Linked DNA regions of Mus musculus: all the other regions are linked to region 1. A link is a contact called in public HiChIP or PLAC-seq and promoter capture Hi-C data. All regions are on one chromosome and are shown on one strand. The core of a region is the stretch at or near the end of the contact, and the rest is flanking DNA. Distances in the headings are between cores, read along the strand shown.

Region 1 (3,454 bases), core at 264-2,763:
CTACCAGCCCCAGGGATTTGCCTGCCTCTGCCTTTCCATGTTGGTCTTGTGATGTTGTTTTTGATGTGGGTTCTTGGACTGGGCCAGGACCTTATGGTTCTCTGGAGCTCCTTTATTGATTAGTTGTCTTCTCAGAACCCACATTTTACCTTTTAATCAACACCTCTTACGTTGCATTATCTTTGGAAAAGGTCTTTTAAATTAATCCCAAACTTAATTTGATTTCTACACAAAATTTATTCAGGCAAATGTTCCCTGGCTCAGCACTTGGTGAATGAGGGGAGAGGGAGGAGGTAAGGCAAGAGGATGAGAGATGGGGACTAATCAGAGAATACAAAATCATTTTCTTAAATGTGAGTGGTATTTTAAGACAGTGTGGGTGCCCACAGAGCTCCCACAGAGGCCGGATTGGGCATCAGATCCACAGGAACTGGAGTTACCGGTGATTACTAGCCTCCGTGTAAGTGCGGGAATGGAGCTTGGATCTTTTAGAAGAGCAGCCAGTGATCCTGAGTCATCTCTCCAGGTTCATGGGAAGTATCTTGAAGGTCATTTGGGTACAGGAAATTGGGTTACCTTCAGTTACATTAAATGTAACCTGTCGTACATATCTGCTTGAGAAGGGTCTTAGGACCCTAGAGAGAAAAGACTACAGACAGAAACAAGAGAAGAAGGTAGGAAAAAAGAAGGGAAGAGGGAGAAAAGGGAGAGAGAAGAAGGGTTGAAAATGGAATCACAGGCAATAAGATCCATTGAGAAAGGTCTGGGAGTGGCCAAGGCTGTTAAGAATGGTGTAGAAGGTCAACTGCTTCCTGTTTTCTGTCAGACTAGAAGCCTGTCTTTGTGATCTCTCTGCCAGCACAACAATGCTCTGTTGGTTGAGTGAATAAGTTACAGAAGGGTCTACTGGCCATGTGGGATGATGCAGAGAGGACAAAAGAGCAGCCACAGAACGGCCTTTGTGTTAGTGTGGACCATATTGCTGGTGTGAACAGGGAAGGAAGCCAAAGGCAGGGCAGATTGCTCAAGATGTGGGATGCTGAACAGAGAAATCAGAGAGAGAGATAGAGAGAGAGAGAGAGAGAGAGAGAGAGAGAGAGAGAGAGAGAGAGAGAGAGAGAGAGAGTGCACATGCTCGCACATACATGTGTTTATATTTGTCTGTGTGCTGTCTTAAATACCTTGGCTCCTTGCCTGGCCTTCCCTACAGAACACCTGCTTCCTCCCCTGGCTGTCTTACTTGGCAATGCTCCTTGCCCGACATGTGGCCCCACCCAATCAGGAAGCCAAAGAGATTCATCAAGGCACCTGTTCTCCTTTCCTGGGTCTGCAGGAGGAAAGCAAAATGTCTACCCTTTCAACATTTCCTTCTGGTTTGCCTTCTAGATTCTGCCTCAGATCCAAATGAAGTGTTTGCTGAAGGGGGAGTCAGGGAAACACATTCACAGGATACCCCGCCCTCTCTGGTTGCTAGTCAGCCCGGCACGTTCAGCTGCCTGAAAGTCTGTACTTCCTGTTTGGTAACACAGCTCCTCCTTCACTGTGTCTTCACCAAGGAACTCAAGAATTTCCTTCCCCATCCACCTCACTGAAGCTTGTCAATGGGCAGTTTGACAAATCTCCTGCTTTCTTCTAGGGGATTTCCAGAGGCCTTACTTCACCCCTAGCAGCCTTCACTGCACGCCTCAGCAACACAAACTTAAGTAAGTTCTTCTTCTGTGAAACTGGGAATCTCACCCTCAGACCCGGGGAAGGATGAACTAAAACAACGTGCGTGAACATATCTAGCATAATGCCTATGGTGGTTTGAGTAGGGACAGCCCTCATAGAGTTGTGTGTTTAAGTGCTTGGCCAATAGGCACTGGCACTAGTAGGGAGTGTGGCTTTGTTAGAGTAGTTGTGGCTTTGTTGGAGGAAGTATGTCACTGTGGAGGCGGGCTTTGAGGTCTTATATGCTCAAGCTATGCCCAGTGTGGCAGTCTCCTTCTGCCTGTAGATCAAGATGTAAAACAAAGCCCCTCCAGAACCATGTCTGCCTACCTGATGTCATGTTTTCCACAATGACAGTAATAGATTAAACCTCTGAAATTGTAAGTCCAATTAAACGTCCTTTATAAGAGTTGCCATGGTCTTGGTGGCTCTTCACAGTAATAGAAACCCTAAAACAGTGTCCTTTGTTGAAAGGGCTCAAGTTTCAGCAGCTGCCTTCCTGTCTACCTACCATCCTTTGGGTGTAAAGCTAGAGGAAGAAGCTCCAAGAGAAGTTATGGTGCTGGAGTCTTCAATATACGGAAGGGAAGATCTAAGTCTCACAACAGCCTGTAGAGGGAGCCACTCAAAAAGCCCAAAGTAGCAGCTAAGGACACCTAGACTTAGAGAGGATGGTTTCCGAGTCTCCCCACCTCCAGAAGGCAAAGTTAATTTCTCGCGAACATCTTGTACTCCCACAAGCAATCATTCTCCCTCTGCTTTAGCTATTGGGGTGACTACTTGTGGTTAGCAGAGCATCTCAGATTCCTGGACTCAGCCTCCCCACCACAAAGTAACCCTGCTGCTGATACACCAGCGCGTGAGCCATGTGACCCGCGAGTGTTACTGCCAACAGTTGGCAGGCCCGGAACTTCCGGTTTGGTTCTGCGAAGCTTCATATGTCTCTGCACAGTGAGCTTAAAGAGAGTGCTTCTCTATGCCAGAGTACAGGAAGCCTGCAGACATTTCTAATGCTCAAGGGCAGCAGCTTTGCATGTTGCAGGGGACACACGTCCCACTGAGCACACCCTCCTACCTGGCTGCAGGTGGGCAAGGTGTGCCCAGAAGGGTCTGTGACCTTCTCTTTCTCCTCCAGTTTCTTCTGAGGCTCGCTGTCATTTTTAAAGTATTTTCTGGGTGGAGGCTTGGGTTTGGAGGATGTCGGCTTTCTCACCAAAATCTCAAAAGATTTCTTCAGTCTCAGTGGTGGGTGGCTCTCTCTTTCCAAGCTCTCAGGAAGGGGTGGGCTCTCCTGCTGAGGCCTGGATGGGACCCCTGGGCACGGCTCTTGCTCCTCCCCTGGGGACAGGCTGGGACTGTGTGTGCTGCCTTCCCTCTCAGAAGGCTGTGGCTCCGCACCTGCACTGCAGGGACTTCCCCCTGGTGACCCAGACATGTAGCTGCTGTCACTGCTGGATCGGACCATGATCTTCTGGGCCCTTCGATGTGGGGGCGCTGAGTGCTTCTCACGTTCTTTCTCCAAGGTAGGCCGCCCATGCCAGCTGCTCTCCAGCCTTTTGACACCTGCATGGTAAGCACAAGGAAACATTCAAACTGAGCCTCAAAAGACCAGGTGGACCACAGGCAGCACCCTGTGCATCCAACTGCTCTAGTAGAAGACTCGTAGCCTGGGTAGCCTTGGGTTCAGACTCCGATGAGTTTTCTAACGTTGAGTTAAGAGCATCATTCAACCTTTCTGAGCCTG
Region 2 (3,454 bases), core at 413-2,912, 970 kb before region 1:
TGTGACCAAGCCCCTGCAGGATGAAAGAATTCCGTGGCTTATAAGAGTGTGCCACAGTTCATTATCGAAGGACTCAGAGCATGGGCTCATGGCAGGAACCTAGAGGCAGAAATTAAAGTGGAAGCCAGGTGGAACTCTGCTTAGTGGCTTGCTTCTCCTGGCTTGCTTTAGCCTTTCTTATACAACCCAAGACCACCATCCCAGAGGTAGCACTATCAGTTACAATCAAGAAGGTGTTCAGAGACTCACCTACAGGCATTTTCTTAATTGGGATTTCCTCTTCACAGATGACCCTGGCTTGTATTAAGTTGTCCAAAACAAACAACAAACAAACAACAAACAAGCAAACAACCTCCTAGCCTCAAACTTGGCAGTCTACTGAGTTCCAAGACTATGGGGGTACAGTACCAATATCAACTTAATGGTGATTCTGTGCCATGCCATGAACTTGGGCTTTAGTATTTAATAAAATTATATTTCTTTTTTTAACCAAAGCTAAAATTAAATTTCTTTTTCTTAAGATGGTGATTTTTAATTTTTACTGACTGGAAGATGGTGACTGTGGAGTTTGGACCCAACAAATTACACTTGAATTGTGGCTCATATAGTATCCATTAAACTTTGAGTCAACTTTCTTAAGCTTCCTAAGTCTCTGTCTTCCTGTGTGTGAAGTGGTGATGTACAGTGTGCGTCCCTTAACTGCTGTGATGGTTACTGTGCTGTACTACATGTACAGTGGTAAGCACGGAGGACAGACCAATGATGAGCCCATTAGGGAGAGCAGTTCTCTCCAGACTCCTCGACTCTTAAGTGATAGTAACAGTGAATACTGTGTTCTGCATTTGTGTTTCAGTTCATACTTTCATATACTTGTGTGTGTGTATGAGTATGAGCGTGTGTGTGTGTGTGTGTGTGTATTTATCAGTTAAGCTTTTATCTGTGTCATTCCTCAGATGTTGTCCACCTTGTTTTTGTTTTAAAGACAGATCTCTCACTGATCTGGAGCTCGGCAATTAGGCTAGGCTGGGATTCCTCTGTCTTCCATTTCCCTGGCATTGGGATTACACATGTGTACTGCCAATCACGGATTTTATTCTTGGGCATTCTTTTAGCAAAAGACTGAGTCAAATAAACTTGCAGAGGAAGTATGTAGCTTGGGCCAGAAGAGCAGGAGTGGAAGATATGGCTGTTGATGATGGCAAAGAAGGAGGCAGGAAGTGGACAAATCAGACACTGCTGCAGAAGGCAGAACAGCATCTGTAGCTTACCGTTGTAAGGAAGCAGTGTGCATCCTGTCTTTACAGGCGTTTAGAGGTTCCCATGAAGAGGAGCCATTTCCTGCAGGGATGGTCAGTCTCTGGCCAGTGATCTGAGGTCTCTCACTTTGACTACCTATAGTGAGCGGGGTCTGGCTCAGAGGCCCAGATCCTGGGTCTGGAAGATAGATAGCACGAGTTTCCATCTAGCTGGCAGGATCCTGAAGAGCACAGCAGTGAACAGTCTGAGGTAGGATATCATTAGCTCCAGGAGCATGTGGCTCCTTAGAAGACAGGCCAACCGTGCCTGTGCCCAGTACCTATCTATGTGCACAGTGTAGCCTATCTGTAGCCTCTGGAGCTGTAAGAGAAAGAGGAAGGAAGCAAGGCAGTGTGGGAGATGAGACTGAGGCTGGTTTCACAGTATGGTTTACAGAGTGAAATAGAAAGTGTAATGTCAAAGGCAAGAGACAGTGTGGAGGGAGGCAGACAGTGTAGTGCAGCTCTGCCCCTGTTGCTCAAGCTTATGCTTGAGCGTCTGGATGTTCAGCCAATACAGTGGTGGGTATGCCACGGTCTACCAACTCCAGGGCCAGGACTGCTGCTACTCAGTGCTGGGGTTAAACGTGCAGGGAGTGGGGAGTATTCATGGGAATGCCTGCTTAAAGGGAGACGACTCCTGGGTCACTTCCCTTGCCTGGTTTCTGCCTTCCAAACCCAGATTCCTAACCAAATGCTCAGTCTCTAAGTACCTTTTCTGTGTCCTGATAGAAATGAGAGTCGCTTTTCATGAAGGAAAAAGAAACAAACCATTATTCCATTATTGCTAATGGAATAATATGACACACTTTTGAACTAAAAAGAAAACCTCATTTCATAGTGGCTGTTTGCATACTCTCCAGGGTGTTTTGAGCCTTGGTGCCTGTTAACCATCCTCTTCCTTCTCCTTGTTGGCCTCTACCAGAAGAAACACTGACTCTGTGGAAGGCTTTGTGTAACTGCACTTGGTGGTACTTGGGGCCATGGGCACTTGTGCACCAGTTCATAAGCTCCAAGCCATTGGGGACGTAGTGGGCCGGAGAGCCTTCTTTCACTACAGTTTTTGCTGGAGAGAAATTGGATAAGCCTCAGTGGGGTACTTGGTACTGGTCATCACTTCTACAGTCATATGAGCACTTGTTTTCAAAAGAGAGATGAGAGGTGTTTGATGCTGCCACATCATAAAATACTGTGATCATCATAATATATTATAACATCATAACATATCCTGTAGGCCTCTCACTCAAGAAGAAATGGCCCAGAGACGGGAACGGGCAAGACAGAGGCACGCAGAGAAGCTTGCAGCAGCCCAGGGGCAAACATCCCAGGGACCCACCCAGGATGGAGGTGCCCTTGAAACAAGTCCCCATGAAGATGAGCCAAGAGGTACAGCATTCCTAAAAGGTCTTAGTGGAAACTATTTGACATTTTTGCTTAACTTGGTACATTGTCCCTCATATTTTCACTTTGTCATTGTTTTTATCAATATTGTTTCTATTATCAGACCAGATATTCATGTTCACTATTTCTTCAGTACATAGGAACAGTTACTTGGTTGAAGTAAGCATTTGTGGCACTGAATATCTTTTTGTGCCTGGCAGGTGATGAACCAGATGTGGCAAGTGTAAGCCGCCAGCCTGTTTCCCAGGAGGAAAGCAGCCAAGAGGCCTTCATCGCATTTGCTCGTGTGTTCAGTGGCATAGCTCGAAGAGGAAAGAAAATTTTCGTCTTAGGACCCAAGTACAGCCCTGTTGATTTTTTACAGCGGGTAAGAGTTAGGAGTAAACTGTGTGGACATTATTTTGAGGATATGGAAACTTGTAGACTGCACAGGTGAGGTAAGCGAATGGGTAAAAGATACCCCAATTCCTGTGTTACCTGTTGCATTGCCTTGGTAACATTTTGTATATATAAATGGCTCCCTTAATAGCATTTGTGAACCAATAGCAAGTGAACAACTTTTCTGGCCTTTTTTTGCATATCAAGCAAGGTAAGAGTCCCGTTGGGCTAGAGGGAAGAAGTAGATGTAGGTGTTATTCTTACAGTTAATCTTCACAATTTTACAGAGCCAAAATCTCAGTGACTCAGGCAAAAGCTATAGTGATAGGCGCAGCCTGCATTGCCTGGAGTCTATTCAGGCTGCTCTGAGAGCAGATAGA
Region 3 (3,454 bases), core at 625-3,124, 940 kb before region 1:
TTAAATGGACATAGAAAATATAATATATACATCTAATACATACATACAACATATTATACATATGTACTATGTATGTATATGTGAGAATAATGTATGCATACATGTAAAATAGATAGGCCTACTGATACTGTTGCTTATGCTACTGAAAATGTGAAGGGAAACACTGTTTGGAACAAGAGTAAAAGTCTCCTGGTTCTGCTTGACAACTCTTTAGTATTTATACCATTCAGTGGTACAAGATCATCTGATAAGTGGCAAAGAATCTACAGATTCTTATAAGAAATGTAAAGCCTTCCCTCCTTTTTTGGTGGGATATAAAAACTTGCACAGTTGTATAGCACCAGTCACAAACTCCTCACCACTCATAAAACTAGCACAGACAGTTAAAGTTCAGAAGAGAGCCAACTTCATCAGCTAAAGCAAGGAGGCTCATGTAAACCAGACTGGTGTGAAGTGAAAGAAGGCTTGGGGAGAGATTATTCAGTCAGTGTAGGAGGACATTGCATCCATCAGAATCACAGTGGATAGCTGAGGATCAAGAAGAGAGCCAGCTACTGGGCCGCAGTCACTGTGCCCACTCTCCTCTGCTGGCATCCTTCATATGATGGATGAAGTAAGAAACTTGCACCGTGCTCTGAGACCAGCAACGCTTGCTGCCTACAAAAAGCTTCAAAGGACATGATTGTTCTATTCAGAGTTCAAGGACTTTAAACAGCAAAGATCAAGAAATTAACCTTCAGGCTGAGATTTTAGAGAAGGAGACTCAGAATCCTCCTTCGGAGCTGCTCCCTAGCTGAGATTATAGTCACAGCCTCGTAAGGCACTTCTCTCATGAAGATGTGATTCCCACAGGACTGTAATGGAGCTGACAAGTTGCTCATCCTACAGATATGGTAGCCATCACAATTCAAGTACAACCCAGCTCTCACGGGTGTGGTAATGCTAGTATGGAGCCCAGTGTGCTTATAAGCGCACTCTGTTGTCTGCATTCTTGAAGAGAAGTGGCTTACGCCAGTCCTGTACTCATAATCTTCATGTTAGCATGTACACCTCCCTAGTTAGAAGCAAGCTATGGAACAATGTGCAGTGTTGTGACACTTCTGTGTCCTCAGGCTTGTGTCCTCTCAGCCCTGTCAGGAGGTCTCTAAGTTCCCTCTGAGGTGATAACAGACCCTTCCCCCCGCCCCCCATGTGGTACACTTCTCAGTACGTGTTACCGAGAAATGATATGGCTGCCCAGCACCGTGAAGCATTCAGGAGACCACTGAAGAGAGCTTGTCTCCGCCATGAGACAGGAGGCAAGGACTGTAAAGATTGTAGATCAGAAACGGATGCCAAAATGGGAGAAAAACCAAGCCACAGACTGCAGCCCTCAAATAGCTGGAGCCACAAGCTCAGCTCTGGAAAATCTGATTGGCCCTGTAGGACAAAACAGGGGGAGCTGTCAGTTCTCAAGAGCCAGTTGTTAAGTTTCACAAATTTTGCCAGCCAGTTGTTAAACTTGGCTATTTTTAAAGACTAAATTATGCACATTTATTTAATTTTTTTCCCCCAGAAACACAGTCTGTCTCAGGCCCAGGCTGGCCTAAACTTAGACAAGTGTAACTTCCTCAGCCTTCTGAGTGCTGAGATTACTGTAAAATTATATTAAAGTCATTACATTGTATTAAAAACAAAGGCATTAAATACCTAACTAGATCAGACATAGGTGGCTGCTTCTGACTGTAGCAAAACTCCATGACACAAGAGCACACGGAATCTGGAAGCAATTTGCTTGGTGAGAGGGGTTTCAGCCCTGGGTATTTGTTGTGCCCTCCTTGCACAGTGAACGCACGCACACCCCTGTGCTTGCACAATGTGCATGAGGAGACAGCAGAGCTGGGCTTTCCTAGAGTCGAGTACTTTGTGCTAAAACATGATGGTGGTGTTTCAATGACCTTTCCCCTGTTGCCCTTTGACCTCTGACCCTTTGTTTTTTAGCTGGCTGTTAGTTAAAAGTAGGAAGGAGAGAGCCTAGAGGAATTTTTAAGTGGGAAATAAGTAAGAATTGCACATAACAAAGCTTCCAGATACAGATGTGCTCCAGAACTGTGAGGGGGAGCCTGTGCATTGCTACTGAGGCAGATAGGAACTGTTTCCCTTGGAAATGAAAGTACAGCTGCCCTCTAAAAAAGAAAAACCGTGAAGGCTGAAGTTCCAACTACAAAATACACTGGAACTAACACACAGCAGATGTGTTGAAGGTGAGTGTTTTTCTTGAAGACAGCATCTCACTGTGTAGCTCTGACTGATCCGGAACTCACTCTATAGACTAGGCCACACTAGATGGAACTCAGTGTACCGTCATACCCAACATGGCCTGTATTCTTTTACTGTTCTCATTTACTGATAAAAAGCTTCTTTTTTTTTTTAATGTGTGTTGAAGATACTCAGCTTTTATTAAGTACTTTGAATTACTTTTTCAGTTTTCTACTCATATTCTTGTGTATTGTAGCTTTTGCCAGAGAGGTTAAAAAAAGAAGAAGAACAATTAATGGATAGACCTAGAGCTAGAGCTGTATGATAGAGCCTTGTCTAGGATGCATAGGAAAGGAGAGAGTGAGAGGAGACAGGGAAAGGCAAGAAAGAAAGGCCCTCCCCTCCCCTCCCCTTCCCTCCCCTCCTCTAGAGAACCATAACTCGCACTGTGAACAGCTCCAGATATATTGCTACTGCTCAGCCTGCCCGAGTGCTTATCTTCATTTATTGTATGAAGTCTAGGTCCATATTTTTTTCTGAAAATGCACTCTAACCAATGATTGGGAAATGGGCACCACTTGTGGCATTGCTGTGAACTGTGTCCTCTAAGGAAGTAAATACCTGCTGTGAGTTCACACATACAGCAAATTCCTCAAGACACAGCCCACCAGAGTGGACATGACAGGCAGATTCCATTTGCTTCCTCATTACCCAGTCTGGGAAAAGAAACTCTCCTTATTTATTAGTTGAACAATAAAGTTCTTATTCATTCCATTCTCTAAGTTCTTTTCTCTAAATGTTGAGGTAAGAAACTGGCAGACTGTTCCTTTCTGAGAACACATGGTTTCACTATACATGGTACAGCCGGATCATGATTGACAGTAAGGAAGAACTGGAGCCTTCTGAAGAAGCCTGGTCATGAGGATTAATCCTCAGCTTTACCAGGAAAGCACGTTTAGGGGTCATCCCTCCTGCTGGGCTTTGCTTCTTTTTTTTTTTTTTCTTCCCCCTCCTCCATGGGTAAAGTGATGGTCTTGAAGCAGATTAGCACTGGTAAGTCACTGAGGGTGAGCTTGTGCGACAGTCTGGTTTGGTCAGCCATCACTATGGTTCTGTGGCTTCCTGTAGGTACCTGAGTACTGTATGCTGATCCTCTGTGTCTTACTACACAGTAGTCTTTCTGAGATGAGAAAGACACTTAGGACTTTTATACTCT
Region 4 (3,454 bases), core at 243-2,742, 890 kb before region 1:
CGTGGCCTGCGCAGCTCGGGTCTCTCTGTCCCCCTGTCCCCCTGTCCCCCTGTCCCGGTTCTCCCTGCTCCCTGCTTCCTGCTTCCTTCTTCTCCCCGGGGACCAAGCCCGAGTCTGCATCCGACCGAGACGCACCATCCCGGCTTCCGTGCGTCTCGCTGTCCCCGGGTCTGTGTCTGTCAACCTCCCAAATAAAAAAAAAATAAAAAATAAAAAAAATGCCATTCATTGTCAATTGCTTGGTTTCTGAGCTCAAATGGTCTCTTAACACCATTTTGGTCATCGTATTAAAAATAGTGACTGAAGCATTTAAATAGTTATAGGAATCCAGTCACACTTTTCTCATTGGATTTCATGCCCAGAGATAATTCTGCTTGTAATTCCAGAGGCCATACCTCTCACACTGCATGGTGGGGGTTGTCACTGGGGGGCACATTTTGGACTCTTGTTATCTTTTATATGCATTTTTTTCTAATTTTGTCCTTTTAATTAGCAGTTAAATATTCATGGTATCATTACTAAGCATGCAAATTGTTGTGGCTTTGGGTCAAGTTGTGATCGGTGGGTGAACTTAAGGAGTTTTGGTTTTGTAGGCCGAGTCTATGCCGTGCTGTCAAAGCGAGAAGGTCGAGTGCTTCAGGAAGAGATGAAGGAAGGGACGGACATGTTCATCATCAAGGCTGTGCTGCCTGTAGCGGAAAGCTTTGGCTTTGCGGATGAGATCAGGAAGAGGACCAGCGGACTGGCCAGCCCACAGCTGGTGTTCAGCCACTGGGAGGTGAGATGCAGCCCCACCTTCCCGAGAGCCAGGCAGAGGCTACGTGAAGCTGGCTGTTACTGGCATGGGGCCCAGGCAAGGGGCCTGTGAAAGCCAGCTCACAGCACCAACCCAACGAGCACTCTGTCTATAACGTAAATCGGAGTTACAGGGCATTTAGTCCATTCTTCTCTTGCTGCAGACATACGTTAAGTTAAAGAAAAATGACAGCACTTTTGAATGTGAAACTCGAACGCTTTTCCCTTGGGGGTAGGAGGATGGGGAGAGATTCTTCCAGCATCAAGGGGAGAACTCTTGAAGGGAGATCTGCAGTTTGTCTTTATAAGCTCCTGCTCACCACAGCCTTTCCTTGACCACAGCATGGAGTCAAGCACACAGCAAATTTTTGTGCAGTCACAAAAGGACACTCAGTAGGTGCACTGCAGGGAAGAGAAGGGTGTTGTTAGTACCGTGTTCTGAGTGTGTGGGAGGCATGGGGTAGGCCTTCCTTAAAGGAGACTTAGCCATTAACTAGCAGCGAGAACACTCGGCCAGGAAAACTGAGGAAGGAAAAGCCTAAAGCCCAAGAGAGGCTGTCTCAAAACAGCAGTGCTTTCTTGTTTGTAGGAAACCTCGGTAATTCTAGCTCCCTCCTTCCGCGATAGAGTGTAGCCTGGGAGTGTTACTGTCTGCTGGGCTGGTGGTTACGTGCTGTCTCTGCTGCTTACTGGGACAGTGCAGAGACTTCACTTCTGGGATAATTTATGTGGAGCCACCACCTCGAGCCCTGTGTTGTAGGCTTTGCTGCTGGCCAGGGCTCCTTTCTATGTCTGCACTTCTCTCACTTCCTGCAGCTTGATGGCGTTCTTTCTCTAGAATTCTTTAAACACAGAGCTTACATTTACACGATTAGTGAAAAATGGAAATAATTGAGGCAGACCTTTCTCTTTAAACTGTGATCAGCAAAGTAAGAAGTAAGACTTTGAACAGGCACATCTGCTTTAATTCAGTAGTCCCTGTCACCTGGATAGGTGTATGCAGTTTCCAGCCCAGAGCGCTGGGTGTCTGCTTTCCCCATGAAAGTCCAGTCCATGATGCTTGATAGAACCAAACAGTGCTCACACTTAGCTGCATCTCTTTAGTTAGCATGTTTTACAGTCACTCAAGATTTCTCTTGACTTTTACACTTTTGAATGCTAAATGATGTTCTGATGAGTTCCTTCATTGCCTTTTTACCAAGTAGCCTTCATCTTTGTTTCTCATTGTGTCGAAAACATCTAGGGCACTGTTAACCTTCAGCTTATAGTTAACCATTTCCTGTTTATCCAAAATTCTAGCCTTTGAGCTTGGGTTTGGTTTCTTACATCAAACACGAAGCAGTAAAAGAAAGAAGTAGATTTTAAGTGGCAGTGCCTGGAGGGCAGGAGCTCTGCTGGGGTCCTGGGGTCCTAGTGGCCGGTATGTGGTGACTGGGCTGTGCACCTAGACACTGTCTGTGACTGAGTGAGACGATTCTGCTTCTGGGTAGTGACCTTGAGAGGTGCTGCCCCGGTCTCAGTGGTGCTGCCCTTGCTGAGCGCAGCTGTCAGAACTCAGCCTTCTGACATCATAGATGACAGTCATCCAGCTCACAAGGCTGGCCTTGGTCAACACTGGCACAGGAAAGTGGGTTATAGTGTCTCTGATCTAACAGAGGGTATTGGGTACATAAGGCCTGGGACTTTCTATAAACAGAGCCTTAAGTAAGCCTTCAGAGCTGTTACACTGTCATTGTCATTGGATGAGCAATCTATCATATATTTTATTTTCATTTTAAAAGCTCATGAAAGGACCAAGGTATGAATAAGTTTCTCAGGTTGGCTATGCAGCCACAGCTGGTTTTGGATCCCCGACCCTTCCGCCTTCCCTCCTCAGCTAATAAGGTTATATGTTTACACCACCAGGCCTGACCAGAAAAAAAATATATACTGAGTCTTCCTTTGAAACTTATTTTATTGAGTCTCTTTAAATTTGTATGAATGGGTCTAGAAAGAAGGCTCAGGGGGTGAAAACATGGCTCTGCAAACATGAGAACTTGAGTTCAGATCGCTAGCACCCATGTGAAAAAGCAAGTATGGCTGCAGATGTCTACAGTCCCGGCACTGGGAGGATAAGACAGGCAATTTGTGGCTCACTGACCAGCCAGCCTAGTGAAGACACCAGGCAGCTTCCTCTGGCTTCCATGTACACATTCATGGCCATGCACCCGCACATTCATATGCATGCAGTACACACACACACACACACACACTAAAGGTTGTCCTTCATTTCCTGGTTGGTAAATACGGTATGGAGAAAAGGGATAAGACTGCTCTAACAGAGGCATCCCAAAATACAGTGGGCCACTCAGGCAGAGGGTATTTCTCCTTCCAGTCTGAGAAGGCAGTGCAGAGTTTGCACATGGCTCTGTGACAGCCCAGCTCATTCATGTCTTTCCTTGATGGTCACAGCCATTGGTCTGTCACCCACCACAGCTCCATCCCAGCAGAAGGGCTGGGGCTACCGAAACGGTCCCAATCCAACCCTTAGAATACAGTTTGGATTTTCCTCCTTATCCCATCATCCAGAACCAATCATATGGCCACATCTAACAACGCCCCAACCTGAGGAAGCTGGGAAATGTAGTCTTTAACTAGGAGTCCACAAACTGCTGCCCCT
Region 5 (3,454 bases), core at 339-2,838, 840 kb before region 1:
CAGCACCCGTGCTTGTAAGAGCTGCAGTTGTGCTCATGCACATGGGCTTATAGTGGGAGTCCAGTAACTTTCCTTTGCGTAGGGTAAGGGGCATCAGGGGTTGAACTTGACCTTGTTTATTTCGATTGTTCAGGGACCTCTTCACCCACTCAGCATTGGTTACATCTTTAAACACATCAGTTTTCTACACAGCCAGTTCTAAACAGATGAAGAGTTTTGATGGTACAGTGTAAGCACCTGTGGGTACAATCGAGGTGTGTCTTTAGGAAAGAAAAGTGTAATGACATTGCAGGAGCCACTGCCTTGGGTGGCCAGCCTGGAGGTCAGTCTGGCAGTCTTCTGTCTACTCCCTAGTTACTCTGTTCTTCTGGGGGCTTTGATTCCAGATGCTTAGGGGCTCCTCGAATGTCTGACCTGCATGCCTCTCCTTCTTCCACTTGCCGTGCTGTGTGCTGTGCCTGCCCAGCTGAATGGCAAAACGTCATTGCTCTCCACAGTTCCAATGCACTGGAGCATGATGGAGTATCTGGTCCCACAAAGGTGGAGCTCTGTGGACACCGTGCGTGAGTACCGTTCAGGTCCTGGGAAGGATGGATTCAGAGCAGCCTCCTGTGGTCAGCATATTGCATGAATGTATGGAGGGTCCATCAGCTGGGATGGTTAGCATGGGCGCACTAAGGCAGTGAGGACTCTGAGGCTCCATTCTTTCATTCACAGGAAGAGAATTAAAAGGAAAGAAAGAAAGATGTCCTGGTTAGTGTTTCCACTGGATACAAATGGGAGCCACCAGGAAGAGGAAGCTCCAGTTGAGAAAATGCCTCCATCAGATTGGCCTGTAGGCATGCCTGGGGCGTCAGTGCATTTTCTTGATGAATGGTTGATGTGAGAGGCCCAGCTCTAAGTGAGTGGTACCACCTCTGAGCAGGGAGGTATAAGACACGAAGCTGAACAGGAGTCTGGAGAGCTACCCAGTAAGCACCACTCCTCCATGGCCCCTGCTTTGGTTCCTGCCTCCAGATTCCTGCCTTAAGTTTGTGCCCTGACTTCCTTCACTGACAAAGTGTGACCTGGGAATTATAAGTGGAAATTAAACACTTTTTGTCCCATGTTGTTTTGGGGCAGTGTTTTATCACAGCACTTGAAAAACAGGAAAGGAAGGAAGAAAGGAAGTGAAGAAAAAAGTAATGCAGGGGCAGAGAAATTCTAGGAGGTGACCAGCACCTTCTAGTGTACGGCAGTACTGATGTAGAGTGGACACGTGGGTGTTCCCCAGTTAGAAGAGCCGATGTCTCATCTCTGTTTTTGTGAGTTTACACCTCATGACTGAGGTTTCTAGTTTAGCCGTAAGGAGGCAGGGAAGGAAGACCAAGGCTTTCGAGTGAGAACAAGGACCACCCAGACAGCAGCCTCTCCTATACGGACTGTGTACATGAACACCCAGGCCTGCTGACCCGTGCTGTCTTCTTTTTGTTTTTCAACAAAGATCTGCAGTGCGACATAAAGGAAGAAGCACATATTTGGGGTGCAGGAAGGAAGTGTGTGCAGTTGCTCCTGGTTGTCATATCCACTACAGACTTGGGGCCCCTGTGTCACATGGCCACACTAACACAGCCTGCAGTTCACAAATAGAGCAGTTGGGAGTCCTGATTGCTCCTGCATGTGCATACGATGTTAGGAGACAACCTCTCAGACCAGAGCAGAAGCCAGGTTTCCAAAAGGACAGAAACCAAAGGGGAAAGACAGATACCTGGCCTGCTCTCTGGGAAGTGTGGTAAGGAGACAGAGCTGTCACAGACCTGGGGCTGAATGGTAAAGGAAGGGTGTGTCTGCTCCTAGGCATCCGATCAGTTTGTGAGCTAGCCTTAGCTCACCTTGGCCCTTCCTGCTGAGCTGAGTACTTACTTTCCCGTAGCCCAGCAGTGAAGAGTTAGGAATGATTTCTCAACGTATTTATAATGGTAAAGTTATGTTCATGAGCCTCCTTGCTGGGACCTGTAGGGTCAATGCTGAATCTCACAGATATTTAGCATAGACTTATGTTTTAATATTATTATAAATACGTTACTGAAAGGAAAAACATTTTAGGAGAAAGATGGATGTTTTCTGAAAGACCCATGGAATCTGATAAATGAAACGTGGAAGCTCACAGATGGAGGGTACGGGGAGGTCTTTTCAGCTTTTTACCATTGGACTAATGATCAATGTAGAATGTCCTGGATTGCAGAGGCCGTTTAGAGGCCTCTAAGTGCTTCTTCTTCATTGCATATAAGTGGCCCCCAGGGCTAAGGTGAGCTTCCCAGAAAGCAGGACTGGCAGGTGGGAAGGTCTTGATTATTTATCTCACATCAGTACACATCCCTTCCAAGATCTCCAGTGGAAAGGGCCCAGCACAAGGTGGTGGCAAAGCGCAGGTAGCTTTGCTAGGCTAAGGGTGCAGGAATCTAATCTCACAGACAGTGCTGGAACACCAGGACAGCCCCTTCCCCACCCCCAGCTCTCCTCCACACAGCAGCCTCTCCTTAACAGAGACCTTACTTTACCTCTGGTTGTACTCCTCTCCCTGAGCTTTAGTTGCTATTCGTTCCCAATGAGCTGAACGTTTGGCTGTGTTGTGTACTAATTGTGTTTTCACTCACTGTGGTGAGTTTTCGGACCATCACTTGCCTCTTAATTAATTCCCAGTGCCTTAGTGCTTTTCAGGACTGCTTTTATGAGGGCTGTATGTGTAAGACATCACTTCTTGGTCTTCCTTATCCACTGCAAATTTTCCCTCCAAGACATTGTTCTTCATTTTTGTTTTCTTTTGTTTTAACATGTGAAAGCTACATATGCATGCACAGGCACATAGGCATAGATACACAGAGGCACAGAGAAGTGACAGGGACACGGAGACATACACACAGAGACATACCACACATACAGAGACACACACCACATACACTCACTCACACACACACACACACACACATCACATGCACACACACACACACACCACATTACACACTCCATTAACACACACATACACACCACACATGCTCCATAAATACACACATATGTGCACACCACACACACTAACACCCACACACAAACACATGCACACCACACACATTACGCACAAACACCATACACACTCCATAAATACACACACATGTGCACACCACACATACACTATAAACACACACACACATGTACACCATACACACTCACACATACATACCACACACACATACAACACACATTCCATAAACACGCACACACACAGAGACACACACACATACACACACACACCTCCCTCTCCTTTTGTGGCTCCCTATCTCCCTACATTTGCTCCTGAGTTTCTCTAGGGATGCTCTGTGTGTGTCACACAAGAAAAATGTCACAGCTGGAGTGAGGAATCTGGGAGTGGTGTGAGAGCCGGAGAGCCTGGATGATGTCATAAGAATTGACCAGAGCA
Region 6 (3,454 bases), core at 447-2,946, 820 kb before region 1:
TCTCATTATTTTGTTTCGTATCTTCTTAATATATATAGTCAACTGTGTATTTAAAATATTTCATGTAAAACAAACACAAAAGATCCAAGTAATCTCTAAACTATTCCATTCCCTTATATTATTGAATTTTCAGAAACAATATAATACTCATTTCAAAAATTTTCCCCAAGGTTTTCCTTCTAGGATTTGATGACCCTCTTTGGATGTGTTTAACTGGTATCTGAGATTGTGCCCTCTGCCAACGATGGCCTTCCAGGCTTTCTTGCATGGTGTATTCTATCATTGCTTAAATCACTGGAGTTAGATAAGATAAAGCAAATGAGAGAAGAGGTTCTGATGAACATGTGCTCCGGGCTTAGCAAAAGGCACAAAAGGAATGGAGAGTCCATGGCTCCTCAGTTGATGAGGGAACAGAGGGAAGGTGCTCCTGGATGAAGGCTGAGAGATGACAAGATTCCTCTCCTTTGCTCCACCTGAAACAGTTAATATCATTAACTGTTAAGTCCTTGTCAGTTATGGCAACAAAGTTAGTCTTTCCTGGGAAACATGAGCCCCTGGCAGTGTACAAATATAACACCATGTTTAACTTCTGAACCCCCCGCCCAAACTTGTCAGCCCAGATGCTTATTTTTTAAAGTCATGCTTTCTAATTTTAATTCAAATCAAGAAGGAGAGAGACACACACAAAAATTGTCTTGGGGCTGGAGAAATACTTCGGCAATTAAGAATACCAATTACTTGTCTAAAGGACACTGGCTAAATTGTCAGCACCTACTTGGTGGCCCACTACCATCTGCAATTGTAGTTCCAGGGCATCTGACACCCTTTTCTGACATCTGAGGGTGACAGCTATACAGGTGGTGCACATACATGCACACATACATACATACAGGCAAACATTCACACATAAAGTAAACCACGGATAAACCTAATTGAAATTTTTGTTAAAACTGTCTTCAGGCAGTGTATGTTTCCAGTCTGTTCTGACTCTTTCTATCCACATGCTCCCGAAGGGGTCCCACATTGTGTTCCTCTGTGCCTCAGGTTCCTTAAAAAGTCATCTGACTAGATGACTGTCATAGACTTGTGGGAATGCTGATATATCCTTATAAACATACTTACTGTTGGCTTGATTTGATTTGCTGGTGGATTGCCTGGTGATGGGTTGATGAATGGATTTTTAATGATATCAAAACAGAGACAGATCTTTCTTAGGTTGTTGCCAGGGCCTGATGAAAAGCCTTGTCAGTGAAGAAAATTGGGGCTCACTCAAGCTTAAGGCCCAAGGCCAGTCTCTCCTTCTGAAAAATAGATAAAAGTCCAGAATTTCAGAACACATCACTAAATTTCACCTCTTTTTCAAAGTTGTTACATATGCTCCTGGGACATAGTACTTGACCCACTTTCGAGAATATCCCTTCACACAAGCTCATTACTGCACTTTCACACTGTACAAGAACCCTCCTTTGCTCTACAAGGCTGGTAAGCTCTAGGCAGTGTGGCTCTGTAATTTTGGCAACCATAAGCACTTACATGGCACCCTGTGCTGCCTAGGGAACTTTGGTTGAACAGAGTGCATTTGTGGGCCACAGAGTCAGCAAAAGCACAAAGAGCAGAATGGTCTATTGCTGTCCAGACAAGAGCCACTGTCTCGTGGTGCCACTTCTCTTACAACTCAGAGAATTCAATGCAGTTTAAAAGTCACTTCCTCTTCCACCACATGAGCCACATATCAAGGGCTCAAGAGACTAGTGGCTCCAGTACTGGATAGGACATATAGATGGTTTCTGTCATCACAGTTACAAGCTTGGTACATTTGGATAGTGCTAGCTCACAGACAACCTGTCTCTTCATTACACACACACACACACACACACACACACACACACACACACACACACACAGAAAGGGGGGAGGGGAGAGAGGTAGTAGCAGTAGCAGCAACAAGAAGAGTCATGGCACTCCAATAGCTAGAGCTTTACCATTACCCCATAACCATGTACTGAGAACAACACTGCTCTCATCAGTGATAATAAAGGAAGTTGAAGGGAAGGCTTTGTTTCCAGAGACTGCTTGGAGAACAAAGTACAAGAGAGGAGACTCGCTGGTAATGATGGCAGGCAGGACTCTATTCCCTTTCCAGACAATTCCTCCCTCATTGTATTCCCAGTGTGCTAGACTTTCATTTTACAAAGGCAGACTCCCTGGTCTCACATGATAAATCATCTTTATTTATTTAAGGCTGAAAAGAAGCCAAAAGCAGACGGTCGGTGAGGAGCATGCTTGTTAACCACAGATGGCCGACAGGAGAGCTCTTTGCAGAGCATATGTGGATCTGCCCAGTCCAGAACATTCTTTGTAGGACAGTATTTGCCAGATATTTTCTAGTATGTTGTGTTTTTGTCCCCGAGGCTTGATCTTAAACTGTATTCATCTATCACTTCACAGAGTTCGACTGTTCAGAGGAAACGCATGAGCACAGAGTTGACAACCTTTTTAGCCAGTCATAACTCTGCTCGGTCCCTGACAAACCTTACTGGCCCCTTACAGAAACAATGAGCAATGGTTACTCTGTAGAGTGTGTAGGATCGGAATGCCTCCAGGGCAATAGCTGGTTCTTGAATAAAGATTCAAGTTGGCTCGTGATCTTTCAGACAGAGGCTTCTATGAATGGAAAATTTTTACTGGAGAGAGATGTCTGAATTGTATACTCAACAGCAAACATTGTAAGCCCAGAGCGGTCACAGTCTGAGGCCAAAAAATACAAGAGAATACCCACAACAGAAAAGGGGAGCGCAGCACTGGAAAGAAAGGCAACCTCATGGAGATGGGAGCAAAATTCCAGTGAGGTTTGGAGAAAGAACTTGTCCGAAGGGAATTAGAAGACACCATAAAGAGCCATGAACTCCACATTAGCATCTTAGCTGAGCTTGCTCCAGGCAGAATGCAAGATGCAAGGTAAGCCCAATCAAGTGGAAGCTAACAGGTGCATCACAGCCAGGCAGGCAGCTTTGAACACAGAGCCCTGCTCTTGCATTCCAGAAATGGTGTTTGTGAAAGCAAATGCCTGAGTGTTTCAGATGCCCCCATATGTGTCAGAAGGCAAGAGTACCGTTATAACACTGAGAATGTCTGCCCAGGTCTTGTGGCTCAGATGCCTCCATATGTGTCAGAAGGCAAGAGTACCGTTATAACACTGAGAATGCCCAGCTCTTGGGAGCTTGAAGAAAACAAGTCGAAAGTTCAAGGCCAACCTGCCCTACATAGTAAGATCCTATATTGTGAAGTGACGGAAGGAGGATGTGAGGAGAGAGAGAAAAATCAACATGAAAAGTAAGCAAAAATTACCAAGGACCAGTGACTGGATTATCAACACGATTCAGTCCTTTCATGGATGCTCAGCCTCCGGGGAGTGAGAAAACAGACATGCCAGTAAATAATTTTGTATTTTACA
Region 7 (3,454 bases), core at 489-2,988, 620 kb after region 1:
TGCAGTCCTGCCCATGAATCAGCTCAGCAGAATAATGGGTATTAGGAACAGGAGCTTCAGAGCTGAAAGATACCGATCAAGGCTTGCAACCATAGGAAGGGATATGCATGCTTTGAATCCTTGATTTCCCAGCCTTAACTCCCTGTCCCCATTGCCAAAGTGAATGTTCTGTTCCAAAGTACAGGTCACTTTGTGGGGGCTAGAGAGATGTTTAGATAACCACAACCCACAGAGTCTGCTACAAACTCACAATCAAATGTCAGGGGCCAGCAGGAGGGCTAGCAGTTGGGACCTATTGTTGAGGTCCTGACCTGAATGAAGGATTCCAGAAGGGGAATGAAGTTTGGGGAAGAGTTGGAGGGTAGGCATGATGCTGGCACATGAGATTCTTGGCTCCCCTTATAGAAAGCACAGCACAACTGTGTATGGGCAAGAAAGCCAAGGAGTGATGGGGGATTGAACTGTGCTTGTAAACAGGGTTGGTAACATGACCCAGGTCTAAATAACCTCAGAGTGATGCATCCTATTGTGCTTCACTCAAGTGTGGGGCTAGTAATACAGGAGACTGCAAAGATCCCAAAACCTAGCTTAGCCTGGCTCTCTATGAAAACAGCGGTTATAGGTATCATCATCATAGTTACCATCTTCACCTGACAATCACCACCATCACCATCATTAGTGTCTTAATCGATGTTCTAGTGCTGTGAAGAGACACCTGACCACACAGCTCTTATATAGGAAAGCATTTAATTGGCTTACAGTTCTGAGATTTAGTCCATTACCAGCATGGCTTTCAGCACAGTGCTGCACAGCCAGACACGGCACAGGAGAGGAGCTGGGAGTTCTTTCTACCTTTGGATCTACAGGTGGCAGGCATAGAGAGAGACCCTGGGCCCTGGTTTGAGCATCTGAAACTTCAAAGCTCACCCTGATTGACATGCTTCCTTTAACAGGCTCTACCTACTCCAGTAAGGCCACACCTCCGAATCCCTGTCAAATAGTGCCACTCCCCGAGGACCAGTGCTTCAAATATATGAACCCATGGGGGCCATTTTTATTCAAAGCACCACAACTGCTATCACCATCATCACCATTACAACCACCACATCGCAACCATGGTCATCCTCACACTAATTACTATTAACATCACAATCACTGTTATCACCATCATGGCAGCATCACCATCATTATCATCACTATCATCATCACCTCCACAGTCACAGTCACTGTTATCACCATTATCACCACAACAATTATTACTATCACCATCATCATTTTCACAGTCATAATCACCATGACAATCATTTGTAACTATCACAGTCAAAGCCATTAGTATCATGGCCATCAATATCATCACAGTCATTACCATTGTTATCATTATTACTGCCACTACCATTACCATCACTATCAATATTATTGATGACCACCAACCATCATCATTATTACCATCAAGTAGGACCTCCAGAGCATACACTCACATCTCACCTGGGCTTCCCTCTATCCCGTGTCACATTTGACTATGCAAACTACATATGCCACAAGGACCTGGCAGGTTTGAAAAGTAAAAGGAATTGGACATCTCATTTCACTCTAGCAGCCAGCTTCAATGACTTGTACCAGCTACCTCATCCCTTAGTGAAAGGGAAACCAGGGCTGTGGCATCAGAGGTGGAAGCCCTGGCACAGGCCCAGGACACATTGACAGCAGCAACTGTAGAGCCACAAAGACATCCCAAGGCACACCCAGTCTTGGCCTGAGTTTGTGTTCTTTGGGCACTGGCCACCATCAATGAAGGGGGACCAATGTTGATAAAGGGAAGTGGTTTGTTCTTGAGAAAGCTGAGTCAGCTCTTGAGCTCTTGTTTTAAACAAAAGCACTGAACAGCTCAGACAGGAAGACCATAGAACACACACAAGTTCTGAGTTTAGTGTGGTATCAGTGTACCGTCCCAGGGGCCAGGAAAGTATCCACTCCCAGAATCCCTTTCTCAGTCAATTTGCCAAGAAGTCAAAATGAAAGAGAGAAACTTTGGGTAGGCTCCTACTTCACGCCCATCCTTTCTGTTTAAACATGCTCAATCATGATGGCAGTGGTGGTGCATGACACTCAAAACTTTCTTAGTCCCACTGTCTACTAGGAAAAACATGGTGACAGTATTCATGGGGCAGGGTTGGGGATTCCACGGGGAAACACATGAAGAAGGATCTGGATAGATTTACATCCTTACACTCAGCAAATGTGTCACGAAGAATCCTGGTAGTCTTACCATTCTGATTTCACATTTTCCTCAAATGGGAGCCACATGCTATAAGTTCTGATCTACTTAGGCAGCTTGGTTCAAATCTACCTTCATGAAAATGGCGTGCACAAGTACAGGCCTGGGGTCTGCCCACAGCAAATCCAGGTTTCAGTAAAGGAGGAAAAAAATAGAGGAAGTGGATAAAGGAAAAGACATATGGTAAAGGAGAGACAAGAGGTGGAGGAGGATGGGACCTCTTTAGCCACTGGTGAGATCTCATGGATGACATGGTTTGAAAGGTATCAGTCCCTGTGAATAGTAGAGGTCAGCACTCCAGCTAAAGAATGGCTCAGTCATGGTCAAAAGATGGGAAAGAAAATGGTCAAGAAACAGAGAGAAGGCTAACGTGACTGAAGAATAGTGTCCAAAGAAGGATGGAACAGGACCAGACTTACATGAAGCCTGAAATTATGGGATGAAATTTGTACTTAACTCTAAGTATATGGACCATTGTTGGCAAATTTTAATGAAAACTGACTAAACCTAGTATTCATTTTTACAAAGGCTTGGAGTGAAATGATAACAGAAGCACAAGGGGTCACCTGCAAAAGTTAGGTGGGGGGCAGGGATGATGGGAAGAAGCAGGGAGATATCACTTTTGTGAAGGTGTTCCAGTAGGGCTCTGTGCCTAAGAGATACTGAGCTTCGTTTTGAGCCACTGGCTGGGAGTAGTGTGAGGGAGAGGCGGCCATTAAGAGAAGAGGCAGCGTGCTGGGTCTGGAGGCTCCTGGGCCCTCAGACGGACATTTGAAGAGCTGCCTGGAAGCAGGAAGCTAGAAGACAAGTAAGCTGGAGTGAGCGAGCCAGTGGTTGAGGTTGTGAAGAAGTTATACGGCTGATGTCAGGCCCTCTCATCACAACTGCAGAAGAATGTGAAGAAGCCAACTAAACAGGGGCCAGGAAGTGGAAGGGCAGCCAGGAGTGGCAGGAACTGGAAGGGGTGACATCGGAAGAGTAGAGCTGAGATCAGGGAGGAAGGGAGCTTCATAGAGCTGCCCATGTAGGTTTGAAGCTAGACGGCCAGTTCTCTGAAGATAGGGAGGCCTTCCACTGGCTGGGCCTGAGACACTTGGAAAACAAGTAATAAATTAAGCCCATATTCCAGTGGATGGCAGCAGGTTCCTCTCTTATAAAGTGGCCCACAGGTCTCTTTTC

The links. Promoter capture Hi-C pulls out the DNA fragments that hold promoters and counts their contacts. HiChIP or PLAC-seq counts read pairs in DNA pulled down with a chosen protein or histone mark.
Region 2: an H3K4me3 HiChIP or PLAC-seq map of pro-B cells shows a contact between it and region 1, with 4 times the contacts expected there. The contact joins two enhancer-like sites. A contact is called at or near these places in 14 of 39 promoter capture datasets (the 3T3-L1 cell line, 3T3-L1-derived adipocytes, the C10 cell line and 11 more), 1 of 15 datasets of contacts at CTCF or cohesin (large pre-B cells), 1 of 484 Hi-C or Micro-C datasets (the HPC-7 cell line), 7 of 115 datasets of contacts at active chromatin or transcription factors (T-cell acute lymphoblastic leukemia, bone marrow-derived macrophages, double positive thymocytes and 4 more) and 1 of 9 other capture datasets (embryonic stem cells).
Region 3: a promoter capture Hi-C map of liver shows a contact between it and region 1, with 2.1 times the contacts expected there. The contact joins two enhancer-like sites. A contact is called at or near these places in 11 of 39 promoter capture datasets (the 3T3-L1 cell line, the C10 cell line, the HPC-7 cell line and 7 more), 4 of 484 Hi-C or Micro-C datasets (cerebellar granule neurons, cortical neurons, embryonic stem cells and 1 more), 7 of 115 datasets of contacts at active chromatin or transcription factors (the 230-238 cell line, double positive thymocytes, extraembryonic endoderm stem cells and 4 more) and 3 of 9 other capture datasets (embryonic stem cells, embryonic tail and macrophages).
Region 4: a contact with region 1 is called in an H3K27ac HiChIP or PLAC-seq map of T-cell acute lymphoblastic leukemia, with 5 times the contacts expected there. The contact joins two enhancer-like sites. A contact is called at or near these places in 2 of 39 promoter capture datasets (the HPC-7 cell line and liver), 1 of 484 Hi-C or Micro-C datasets (CD4 T cells) and 4 of 115 datasets of contacts at active chromatin or transcription factors (T-cell acute lymphoblastic leukemia, acute myeloid leukemia, large pre-B cells and 1 more).
Region 5: a contact with region 1 is called in an H3K27ac HiChIP or PLAC-seq map of microglia, with 5 times the contacts expected there. The contact joins two enhancer-like sites. A contact is called at or near these places in 3 of 39 promoter capture datasets (the C10 cell line and pre-B cells), 1 of 484 Hi-C or Micro-C datasets (pre-B cells), 1 of 115 datasets of contacts at active chromatin or transcription factors (microglia) and 1 of 9 other capture datasets (embryonic stem cells).
Region 6: an H3K4me3 HiChIP or PLAC-seq map of bone marrow-derived macrophages shows a contact between it and region 1, with 4 times the contacts expected there. The contact joins two enhancer-like sites. A contact is called at or near these places in 1 of 39 promoter capture datasets (HPC-7-derived erythroid cells) and 2 of 115 datasets of contacts at active chromatin or transcription factors (bone marrow-derived macrophages and microglia).
Region 7: a contact with region 1 is called in an H3K27ac HiChIP or PLAC-seq map of microglia, with 5 times the contacts expected there. The contact joins two enhancer-like sites. A contact is called at or near these places in 8 of 39 promoter capture datasets (cranial neural crest, frontonasal cranial neural crest, hippocampal neurons and 5 more), 1 of 15 datasets of contacts at CTCF or cohesin (pro-B cells), 12 of 484 Hi-C or Micro-C datasets (the 3T3-L1 cell line, the Ba/F3 cell line, the C10 cell line and 8 more), 2 of 115 datasets of contacts at active chromatin or transcription factors (large pre-B cells and microglia) and 1 of 9 other capture datasets (embryonic stem cells).

What each region holds. Positions count from the first base shown.
Region 1 is chr7:83,658,013-83,661,466 of GRCm38.p6, forward strand. It overlaps Il16 (interleukin 16), which reads right to left. Exons shown (of 19, transcript NM_001360087.1): 12 at 2,786-3,273. Among named protein-coding and RNA genes, the nearest start is that of Stard5, 28 kb to the left of the region's middle. Within about 2 kb of position 1,514, at least 149 of the 459 cell types and tissues checked have an H3K27ac peak or open chromatin away from gene starts, as enhancers often do. A contact at or near this core is called in bone marrow-derived macrophages, double positive thymocytes, liver and 2 more, where this site is marked.
Region 2 is chr7:82,689,934-82,693,387 of GRCm38.p6, forward strand. It overlaps Efl1 (elongation factor like GTPase 1), which reads left to right. Exons shown (of 20, transcript NM_175317.3): 13 at 2,530-2,681; 14 at 2,897-3,063. Among named protein-coding and RNA genes, the nearest start is that of Efl1, 43 kb to the left of the region's middle. Within about 2 kb of position 1,663, at least 95 of the 459 cell types and tissues checked have an H3K27ac peak or open chromatin away from gene starts, as enhancers often do. A contact at or near this core is called in bone marrow-derived macrophages, double positive thymocytes and pro-B cells, where this site is marked.
Region 3 is chr7:82,721,482-82,724,935 of GRCm38.p6, forward strand. All of the region lies in intron 15 of Efl1 (elongation factor like GTPase 1), which reads left to right. Among named protein-coding and RNA genes, the nearest start is that of 4933406J10Rik, 32 kb to the right of the region's middle. Within about 2 kb of position 1,875, at least 19 of the 459 cell types and tissues checked have an H3K27ac peak or open chromatin away from gene starts, as enhancers often do. A contact at or near this core is called in liver, where this site is marked.
Region 4 is chr7:82,771,864-82,775,317 of GRCm38.p6, forward strand. Efl1 (elongation factor like GTPase 1) reads left to right here. Exons shown (of 20, transcript NM_175317.3): 19 at 594-778. Among named protein-coding and RNA genes, the nearest start is that of 4933406J10Rik, 18 kb to the left of the region's middle. Within about 2 kb of position 1,493, at least 46 of the 459 cell types and tissues checked have an H3K27ac peak or open chromatin away from gene starts, as enhancers often do.
Region 5 is chr7:82,819,268-82,822,721 of GRCm38.p6, forward strand. Gm29796 (a long non-coding RNA gene) reads left to right here. Exons shown (of 3, transcript XR_378297.3): 2 at 387-563. Among named protein-coding and RNA genes, the nearest start is that of Gm29796, 10 kb to the left of the region's middle. Within about 2 kb of position 1,589, at least 15 of the 459 cell types and tissues checked have an H3K27ac peak or open chromatin away from gene starts, as enhancers often do. A contact at or near this core is called in microglia, where this site is marked.
Region 6 is chr7:82,836,920-82,840,373 of GRCm38.p6, forward strand. Gm36584 (a long non-coding RNA gene) reads right to left here. Exons shown (of 5, transcript XR_003946820.1): 4 at 1,123-1,301; 5 at 1-473. Among named protein-coding and RNA genes, the nearest start is that of 1700010L04Rik, 13 kb to the right of the region's middle. Within about 2 kb of position 1,697, at least 24 of the 459 cell types and tissues checked have an H3K27ac peak or open chromatin away from gene starts, as enhancers often do. A contact at or near this core is called in bone marrow-derived macrophages and microglia, where this site is marked.
Region 7 is chr7:84,277,668-84,281,121 of GRCm38.p6, forward strand. All of the region lies in intron 11 of Arnt2 (aryl hydrocarbon receptor nuclear translocator 2), which reads right to left. Among named protein-coding and RNA genes, the nearest start is that of Gm25790, 44 kb to the right of the region's middle. Within about 2 kb of position 1,739, at least 10 of the 459 cell types and tissues checked have an H3K27ac peak or open chromatin away from gene starts, as enhancers often do. A contact at or near this core is called in microglia, where this site is marked.